Regions from separate parts of the Mus musculus genome. Here region 2 is linked to region 1. A link is a contact called in public promoter capture Hi-C data. All regions are on one chromosome and are shown on one strand. Each heading gives the region's core, a stretch centred on a gene start, on an enhancer-like site or on the middle of the called end of the contact. The rest is flanking DNA. Distances are from core to core; before and after follow the strand shown. Region 1 overlaps Macf1 (microtubule-actin crosslinking factor 1). Region 2 holds the start of Mycbp (MYC binding protein).

The links. Promoter capture Hi-C pulls out the DNA fragments that hold promoters and counts their contacts.
Region 2: a promoter capture Hi-C map of the C10 cell line shows a contact between it and region 1. The contact joins the promoter of Mycbp here to the enhancer-like site in region 1. A contact is called at or near these places in 3 of 39 promoter capture datasets (the 3T3-L1 cell line, the C10 cell line and pre-B cells), 3 of 484 Hi-C or Micro-C datasets (B cells, the G1E-ER4 cell line and olfactory sensory neurons), 2 of 115 datasets of contacts at active chromatin or transcription factors (differentiating embryonic stem cells and large pre-B cells) and 1 of 9 other capture datasets (liver).

Annotation. Positions count from the first base shown.
Region 1 is chr4:123,621,018-123,625,330 of GRCm38.p6, reverse strand. The region is part of intron 1 of Macf1 (microtubule-actin crosslinking factor 1); the gene reads left to right. Among named protein-coding and RNA genes, the nearest start is that of Mir6398, 6.8 kb to the right of the region's middle. Within about 2 kb of position 1,565, at least 93 of the 459 cell types and tissues checked have an H3K27ac peak or open chromatin away from gene starts, as enhancers often do. A contact at or near this core is called in differentiating embryonic stem cells, where this site is marked.
Region 2 is chr4:123,902,225-123,906,434 of GRCm38.p6, reverse strand. It overlaps Mycbp (MYC binding protein), which reads right to left and starts at 1,422. Exons shown (of 5, transcript NM_019660.3): 1 at 1,348-1,422; 2 at 1,129-1,201. The coding sequence starts at 1,362. It also overlaps D130007C19Rik.

The DNA of each region.
Region 1 (4,313 bases), core at 316-2,815:
AGGCAGCCAATGGTATAGAGGGTTGCTGAGGTTAGATGGGAGTCAGGCTGTCCAGGTTGGAGTCTCGGCCTTGCTACTTACTAACTGCACTTGGGCAAATACTTGAGTATTCATGTACTTTGGTGTTCATCTGTAGAATGTTTTGCTGATAGTATCTACATTGTAGGATTCTTAAGATCGAATGAAATAGTATGTGTAAAGTGCTTGAAGTATGGGACCTTTCTTTCCTACAACAGTGATGAGATATGTTCTTTGTTTTGTAAACTTTAGGGTCTAGTTCTTAGACTAATAAGGAGTAAAACTGTGAATCCAGGTGTCAGATGGTACAATTCTGACTGGTCAGGTGTGCAGTGGAGCACCAGGAAGGCAGTGAGACGAGGAGGAGGAGGAGGAGGAGAAGGGGTGAGTGGGGCTAGAGATGCTGGCATGCGGGAGCTGAGAAAGGTGGGGTTGTCAGTGGTTTGAGTTTTACTATCAGAGAAATTCCAAGAAAGCAAGGTGCCGGCACACAGTTTGTCAGAGAGATAACTTTCTCTTCCTCTCAGCAGATTTAGCTCTGGTATCTGGTTTTAAGGTGGCTGGCAGCGTTCGCTTCTTTTGGAGAACAATGGCTAAGGAAATGGTTTGCTGCTAGCTTCTGGGGCTGGCTCAGCAAGCGGCCTTTATCCTCCACAGCTGCTGCACATACTTTTGATTCTTGCTGAGAAAGGCAGTTGTTAGGTTTGGAAGTTTTCAGATTCCAGAGCCAGCTGGACAGCTGACCTTCTGGTAGCTGTTTCCCAGACTGCCATCTCTCTGTCGCCTCTTCTGGGTCCCCCTTTTTTGACTTTGGAAAGATGATCTATATTTAGTGAGTAAGACAGTTAGAAGGTTAGGGGAGACCATGGATGGGTATTTGAGCCTAGGACAAGATGTATCCTGTACCCAGACTTTAACCCTTTCATCCTCAAATGACCACTTAAAGTGCTTAGGAATGTACCTCTAGCTCATGGCAGTGTTTATTTTTGGATGCCCTGAATAAAATATTTGGGGGGAAGAAGTAGGAAGATGTTCATGTCACTCCATTTATGGCCAAGCAATGCTAGGTATTCTACAGAAGGAGCCATAGAAACAGGGATGGAAAGAACTCTGCATTGTGACTGTTCACCTTTCACTCAGAGATGATTAGGGATACCTTGTGAGGCACCAGAGCAGAGCAAGTATTTCTTAGACTCACATGAGCACCAGCTGCTTTTTCTGGGCATCATCTTCTCTCCCAGGCTGCTGAGTCACCACCTAGGAATGGCTCGGAATGGCAGTAGCCAGGTTGCCACCTGGAGCACCTGGAGAGTTCTTGGCATACTGCACTGTTGGTTTTGGTCTCCTAGACACAGATCGGGCCTCTTCAGCTCTTCGAATCATGGGCTGAGACTTAGCTCTCCTTCCAGCTTGTTCCAGGAGGCACTGACCTACTTTTCAGGGACAATTAAGTGTTTGTGAGCATTGGAAGGCGGTGGCCAAAGCGAAGGTTGAACTAGAGTTACATTAAACAAACATTGGGAGTTTCTTTTTCCATCACACACACCAGGGCCTGTCTCCATTCAAATGGAAAGGCAGGCTAGGCTGATGGGGGCCAGATTCCAGGTGCTTATCTAGATGGCCACCCAACTCTTGAATTCTTGTCTTGTCAGTACACTTTAATATTAGAAGTTTCCTTTTGAAATCACACACTCATTGTCTTTTTAGAACAAGGTTAAGAAGCTAGTGAATTGGCTATTAAGAGACAAAAGTACTTTTAGGTGACACCGTCTGGTTTATTTGTAGCATCAGTGAGATGATGCAAGCCTCTTCTCTCCGTACAGGACTAGAAGAATAAGCTAGCTAGGAACCTGGATCTTAGGGAATAAGTAAATCGTTTCTGTAGACTTGACTTTCCTTATAAGGCAAGAGATTAAGAACTAATAAATGAATAAGCAAGCTTTCAATAAATAAATTAGAAAACTCAACAAGAATTAGTATTAAAAAATTAGATTCAGGCCGGGCAGTGGTGGCGCACGCCTTTAATCCCAGTACTTGGGAGGCAGAAGCAAGTGGATTTCTGAGTTCGAGGCCAGCCTGGTCTACAGAGTGAGTGAGTTCCAGGACAGCCAAGACTAAAGACTACACAGAGAAACCCTGACTCGAAAAACCAAAAAAAGAAAAAAAAGAAAGGAAGAAAAAAAAATTAGATTCAACTATCAAAACCAATTTATTTTTGCTTGTGCTGGAGATGGAACCCAGGGCTTTACTCTTGCCCAGGCTAGGCAAACAATAAGGTATATATACACCCAGGCTTCGATTTACAGTTCACAGCGAAAGGAAGTAAGTTCAATTTCTTCCTGGGCTTACTTAGCTTGTTACCTGGCTCCAACTCCTGCGTCCCTGTTGAGTGTAACTGCTGTGCTTGTGTTGTTCTTACTGTTGTACCTTAGCAAGGGCTATAGATCCAAGGCTCTGAGGACAGTGACTCTTGTCTGCATTGATTGTCTCTGAGGCCCAGAGGGAGTTGGGTGGCATAAGACAGTTCATAAACCTTTATTTTCAGCAACAACATAGGCACAAGAACATACGATTTCTCATAACTAAAGAAAAGTTATTTTAAAAGTTATTCCTAGGTCAGGTGTGATGACACATGGCCCAGCCTTTAAACCCAGTACTGGATAACCAGAGACAGTCAGATCTCTGTAAGTCTGAGGCCAGCCTGGTCTACATAGTGAGTTCCAGGCCAATCACAACCATACAGTGAGACTGTCTCAAAACCAAACCAAACAAGTTATTGATATATATAGCTAGAGGATTGGTGTGACGCTCAGTGGTGGGATGCTTGCAAAGCTGGGTTTGATGCCCAGCACTGCAAAAAAGGAAGGGAACACTGGTGTTACAGCGTGCAGTGCAAGTCACATCTCAGAGTTAAGCTTAGGGCAGGCTCCATCCATCAAGTCAGTGCCAGTCTCATCTGGAGAGGCTGGAAGTAAGCTGGTATCTGTCTGAGTCTTGTAGGTGGGTAGCCTCTTCTTTTGGGGGAAGAGATTTTAGGTGACGTGATCACAGAGCTTTGGTACACACTCCTTTCTTCCACTTCCTACTCCTTTTTTGCCCAAGAAACCTGACCTCTGCTGTTGCCCAGTCTGCCATCTTGTTTACGGTGTTTTCCCTCCCTGACCTAGCCTTTTCAGCCCTGGAACAGGAGACCTCTGGACTGACTGTCTTTCTTCTACCCTCTCCTTCCCATTCTCCAGGGTTGGGCCCTGAGTCATTTTCTCTGCTGAGCTTCTGAGTGATTGACTTCTTCACAGATTCCTGAATGCCACCACTTGGCTGCCACTCCTGCCCTGAGATTTTTTAATTCCAATAGGCTGATTGCAGTTCCTTTTCCCTGCAGCAACTATTCCAGACTTGTTTCACAGTCCTTAGCTCTACCCCACCCAACCATGTCAACTCCCTTCCAGCCATTCAGCTTTTACTTCCTACACCTTATCTGTCATTTCATCTGTAATCCCTGCCAGCCTCCTTCTCCTTCCCTGATTTTAGGAGTTTGCTGCTAGATATATTCTTAATTTGTCTTTCATATTGAACCTATACATTCCTTTCCAGCCTAAGTAAAATTTCTATAAGTTTATCTCCCTGTCTCTCCTTCCTCTGTTCATATTTCTTTAGTCTTCTTGATAAACATTGCCAGTCTGTCATCACAACTGAAATTACTCTCACTTGTATGACCTTCTTGAAGAACTCAGTAGCCTCGTTTTTGTTCTGGTGATGTTTGATCTTGTCATAGCTTTTGGTAGTTCATTTTTATCTTCCTTTTCATTTATATCACCTATCAGCCACCCACGGCAAGTAACTCCTCAGCTAGGGGTGGGTCTTCTTGAGCTCCTTCCTTATCTTGATAAATTTTCTTTTAGATATTTACTTACGTAAATATATACTATAATTATCTATTTTTCAAAAGGCAAATACTGTTTGTAGCAAGTTTATTTACTGAAAGCTGAAATCTTTCAGTATCAAAAATTATAAACTGGTGCCCAGTGTGGTGATATACACTTTTAATCCCAGCATCCAGGAGCAGCCTGGTCTACATGGTGAGTTCCAGGATGGTCAGAGCTATGTAGAGAGGCTGTGTTTCAAAAGATAAACAAATAAAAAAGTTTTGCTATCAATATAAATGGGCTTTTTTGTTTGTTTTTTGAGACAGGGTTTCTCAGTATAGCCCTGGCTGTCCTGAAACTCACTCTGTAGACCAGGCTGGCCTCGAACTCCTCCTGCCTCTGCCTCCCGAGTGCTGGGATTAAAGGCGT
Region 2 (4,210 bases), core at 173-2,672, 280 kb before region 1:
TTTAAGTTAGACATTTACCACTAGCTGGCACTAGTTTTAGTGTGTGTGTGTCCCTATCTAAGCTACAAGCTCCCAAAAGCAAGAACATTTCCATGGCTGTATCCCCTTGGTGCCCAGAACACACGGCTGGAGTAAAATCATTACATGAAAGAAACATGAGGGGTTTTTTTTAACAGAATTCCAAGCCATCTGTGACACTTCTGATGCCACAAACTACAGTGGTCTCACAGAGTAGTTCCTTATACTTTTGCTCACATTGACTTCCGATGACATAAGGAAATGAGTAGTAATTCTAACTTGTCAGTTCATCCATGTAAGAGAATTAAAAGCCCTGCTTTCTTCTAAGTTCTCCCAAATTTTCCCCTAGCTTTTGTTCCCTAAAAAGCAGATACAAATTATTTCCCAGACACTTCCTATTCTCAAAAGGACCAAGTTTTCAATCCCTGCCAGCCATTCCATTCTATTCCCTTGAAAACACCAAGCAATGTTGAGTTCTTACCATGTAGAAGGCATTCAATATACTGTTAAGGCCAGTTAGCTTTATTCTATGATTCCAACCACCATACTCTCTAGCCTTACACCCAGAAAGGAAGGGATACACTTTACGCTTCCATTGTTTTAAAGTAAAGAATATAGCTGTTTTTATGTGCTCTGAAGCACTTTTCAAATTGTAATTCCACTTTAATTATGATATCTACACAAAGTAGGAATTACTATAGGCTAAAAGAGTTGAAAAGCCACAGCCCAAACTGTCTATGAATCTCCAGCTTCGGGGACTAGAGCCATTTAATAACCCACTTTCAAATCCAGTCATTTTCTTAGTTGCCTTTGTCCAAAAGAAAAATTTGTAAAATCCCGCACACTATACGGCAGGGAGCAACTGGGATCTCAAGGTCTTGCTAACGTGTCCACTGCGGCTGCTCGCGGGAAAGCAACGGAAGTTGGAGAGACTTTGCAACAGCTGCAAGAGTTTCAGTCCGGGGCAGAGAGCGACCACCGGGGCGAGGCGAAGTCCCGCGGCCGGCGTGCGCCCGACCCACGGGACCCCAAGGCCTCGCTGCTCCCGGGGCGGGCCCCACCTGGCCAAGAGCGCGCGGACGTGGGCTGCAGCCGCCCGCCTCGGCTCACCTTTCGTCAGCGTGTCCAGCACCCCCGACTTCTCCAAGTACCTCCGGAACTGCTCGCGCTTCGAGTCGGCGGCCTGAGGAGACACGGCGGGTCAGGGACCGGAGCCCGGGGCCGGAGCAGGAAGACGGCGCGCCCCGCCGCCGGCCCCAAGCCCTGCACACGCCCCAACTCCCACCCGGCGCCGCCCGCACGCCCCGAGCCACGCCGCGCCCCCCTCACTTTGTAATGGGCCATAGTGACAGCCACAGCGGCGTAGCTGGCGCCGGAGACACGGGCAGGCGGGCTCCAAGCCTCACTGCTCATGCGCGGAACGGCGCGCGCGTCTGCGCACTGGGCAGGCACGGGCCGGGGCCACCGGGGTGTGGCCTGTTTTCATGGCGACCGGGACGCTGTGTATCCCTGTCTCCTCGGAGCCTAGAGAGGCTGCGTGAGCCCGCCCTCCGCGGTTCCGGGCAGTCTCGCGTCTTCCTGTTCCGGTTGCCGCGGCGATTCGGTTGCCTAGCAAGAGGCGAGGTTTAGGTAAAGCCAGGCGAACGACCTGTGGGGCCCTGGATGGGTGTGGCCAGGAGTTAGAGGCTCCTGATGTAGTATCTCCCCACGTGTTAGTGGGCGCGCACTCCTTGTCATTTGGGTCTTTGGTGAGGAACAGACCAATGCCGTGTTTCTTGGCTCAGAAAAATACCCAGCACCAGGAAAAAGTTCAAGGTCACCCTCAGCTAAATAAAGAATCTCTTTTGGGCTTGTTCAGGGCTTGCTTGTAATCATTAAGCCCCGTGATATTTGCAGATAACTGCTGGCTGGTAGAAAACTTATCTCTACAGCAATGTTGGATTAGGGCAATGACCTCTGAAGTGGTTCTTTTCTCTGCCTTTGTCATTAGTTTCCTTTTTTTTTTTTTTATACCCCCTTAGTGGTTAACATTAAGTTCTTTTCCATATATATTATGCGTGTTTTTATGTTGAAAATAATTATAGGTAGTACTAAGTGTGTATGTCTCTCTAAGGAGATTTCTAAGTGCAGAAGAGGGCCCTTTAATGAATTTGTAGTTGTGCCTGCTACTTGGCTAGATTTTGTTTTGATCTCTCTATATAGAAGTCATTCTATTCACTAGGCGCTGGTGGCACACGAATTTAATCTCAGTGCAAGAAAAGTGGAGACCATCCTGAGTTCGAAGCCATTCTGGTCCAAGATGGTCAGGGCTACACAGAAACCCTGTCTCCAAAACAAAGAATTCATTGTAGTCTTGTTTTAATGTAAGGCCCTACCCCCACCTTATCTTTTTGAAATCCAGTGGATTTTTTTTTTTCCAGGAGTTGGGGAAGAGTATTCATGCCGTGGTGCAGTTGGAGATCGGAAGACTCATAGGACTTGCTCTCCTTCCACCGTTAGTCTCAGTAATTGCATTAAGGTTGTCAGGCTTGACAACGAGTGCCTTTACCACCAAGTCATCTTACTGCTCCCTAGCTGCAAAGTTTCTAGACTATCTAAGAAAAGCAAAACGATGGCTCTATGTTGCACAAATAATGAAAATACTGTCTTTTCTGTTGGTCTTGAGAAAAAAACATATTTGGTTATGAGAAGCCACAGAACTTAAACTCATGTTGAAAGAACTTATGAACCCAGCTTCAACCACAAACTGAATGAAAAAGTGCAAAGCAGAGTCCCCTGGTGGGTGGTGCTTGCCTTGCCTCCCTTTGTTCCTGTTGGCAATGCCCTTCCTCCCTCCCATCTCTGCTCTAAGGCATTCGAGACTCATCCAGTTTTTTTAGTTGAGCTTTTTGGGAATTTTACATGGAGTGGGGATGGGGAGGCGTTGTGTTATTGTTTTGAGGCAGGGTCTCACCATGTGTGAACTCCCAACTCCACCCCAGGAACCTGGATTTTTTTCTTCTTCTTTCTTGGGACTTCCTCCTATATTGGAGCCAATCTAACCTTTCCATAGCCCTCTCTTGGGCCCTCTCTGGAGCTCTAGCTCCTGTCCCAAGCTCTTTAAAAAAAAAAAAAAAAAAAAAAAAACCTCATCTTTGGGTAGACCAATGAGCTGGCTCGGTGGATAAAGCCTGATGTTTGTTGGATCCCTGGAGCTGTCCTATAGAGGAGAGCCAGGACCTGCAAAGTGCCTCCGGCCTCTACATGTGCTGCAGGCACACACATGCACACAACAAACAAAGTATTTTTAAATAAAATGATTAGAAAACCTTCACTACTGAGAGTAATGACATGCGCCTTTAATCCTAGCATTCGTGAGCCAGAGCAGGCAAATCTCTAAACTCAAGGCCAGCCAGAGTCACATGCTGAGATTCTGTCTCAAGTAGAACAAGCCCATCACCCTTTACCAACCATGAACGCCAAGTCTGCAGACAAGGACTCAGAGCCACTGAGTCAGTGGATGCTTTCTGGGACTGGGAGCCTCTGGCAGGTTCCTGAGTTGAGCCCATATGAGATGAGTCTCCTTTGCATTCCCTTTTTTCCTGTCCCCCATTTACTGACAGATTATAGCTTGCCTGCCCTGTGGTTTTTCTTTCAAAGTCTATTAAAATGGTCAAGCTTCGTCATTGTCAGGGTCCAGCGGGGTCAGAGTTCTCAACTGGAAGCAGGGATATCTGGAAGGCACATAATAAACAGACACAGACTACTTTTCAGGTACAAACTGACAGGCAATTTTTCAAGGCTTACTCTCTCCTCTCTCTGTCTCTCTCTCACTCATTCACAGCTTGAGGCTGCACACACACTGCATTCTCTTTTGTACTCTGCTTTTTTCCTGTGCACTTTCCTTTTCTTGAACTCCCACACTCCTACACACTTCTTTTTTTTTTTTTTTAATCTTCCTCCTATACATTGCCTTGGTCATGGTGTTTTGTTTTGTTTTTATTTATTATATGTAAGTACACTGTAGCTGTCTTCAGACACACCAGAAGAGGGAGTCAGATCTTGTTAGGGATGGTTGTGAGCCACCATGTGGTTGCTGGGATTTGAACTCAGGACCTTCGGAAGAACAGTCGGGTGCTCTTCCCTGCTGGGCCATCTCACCAGCCCCTCCTACACACTTCTATGTGTTCCTTTTTCACTCACACACACAACG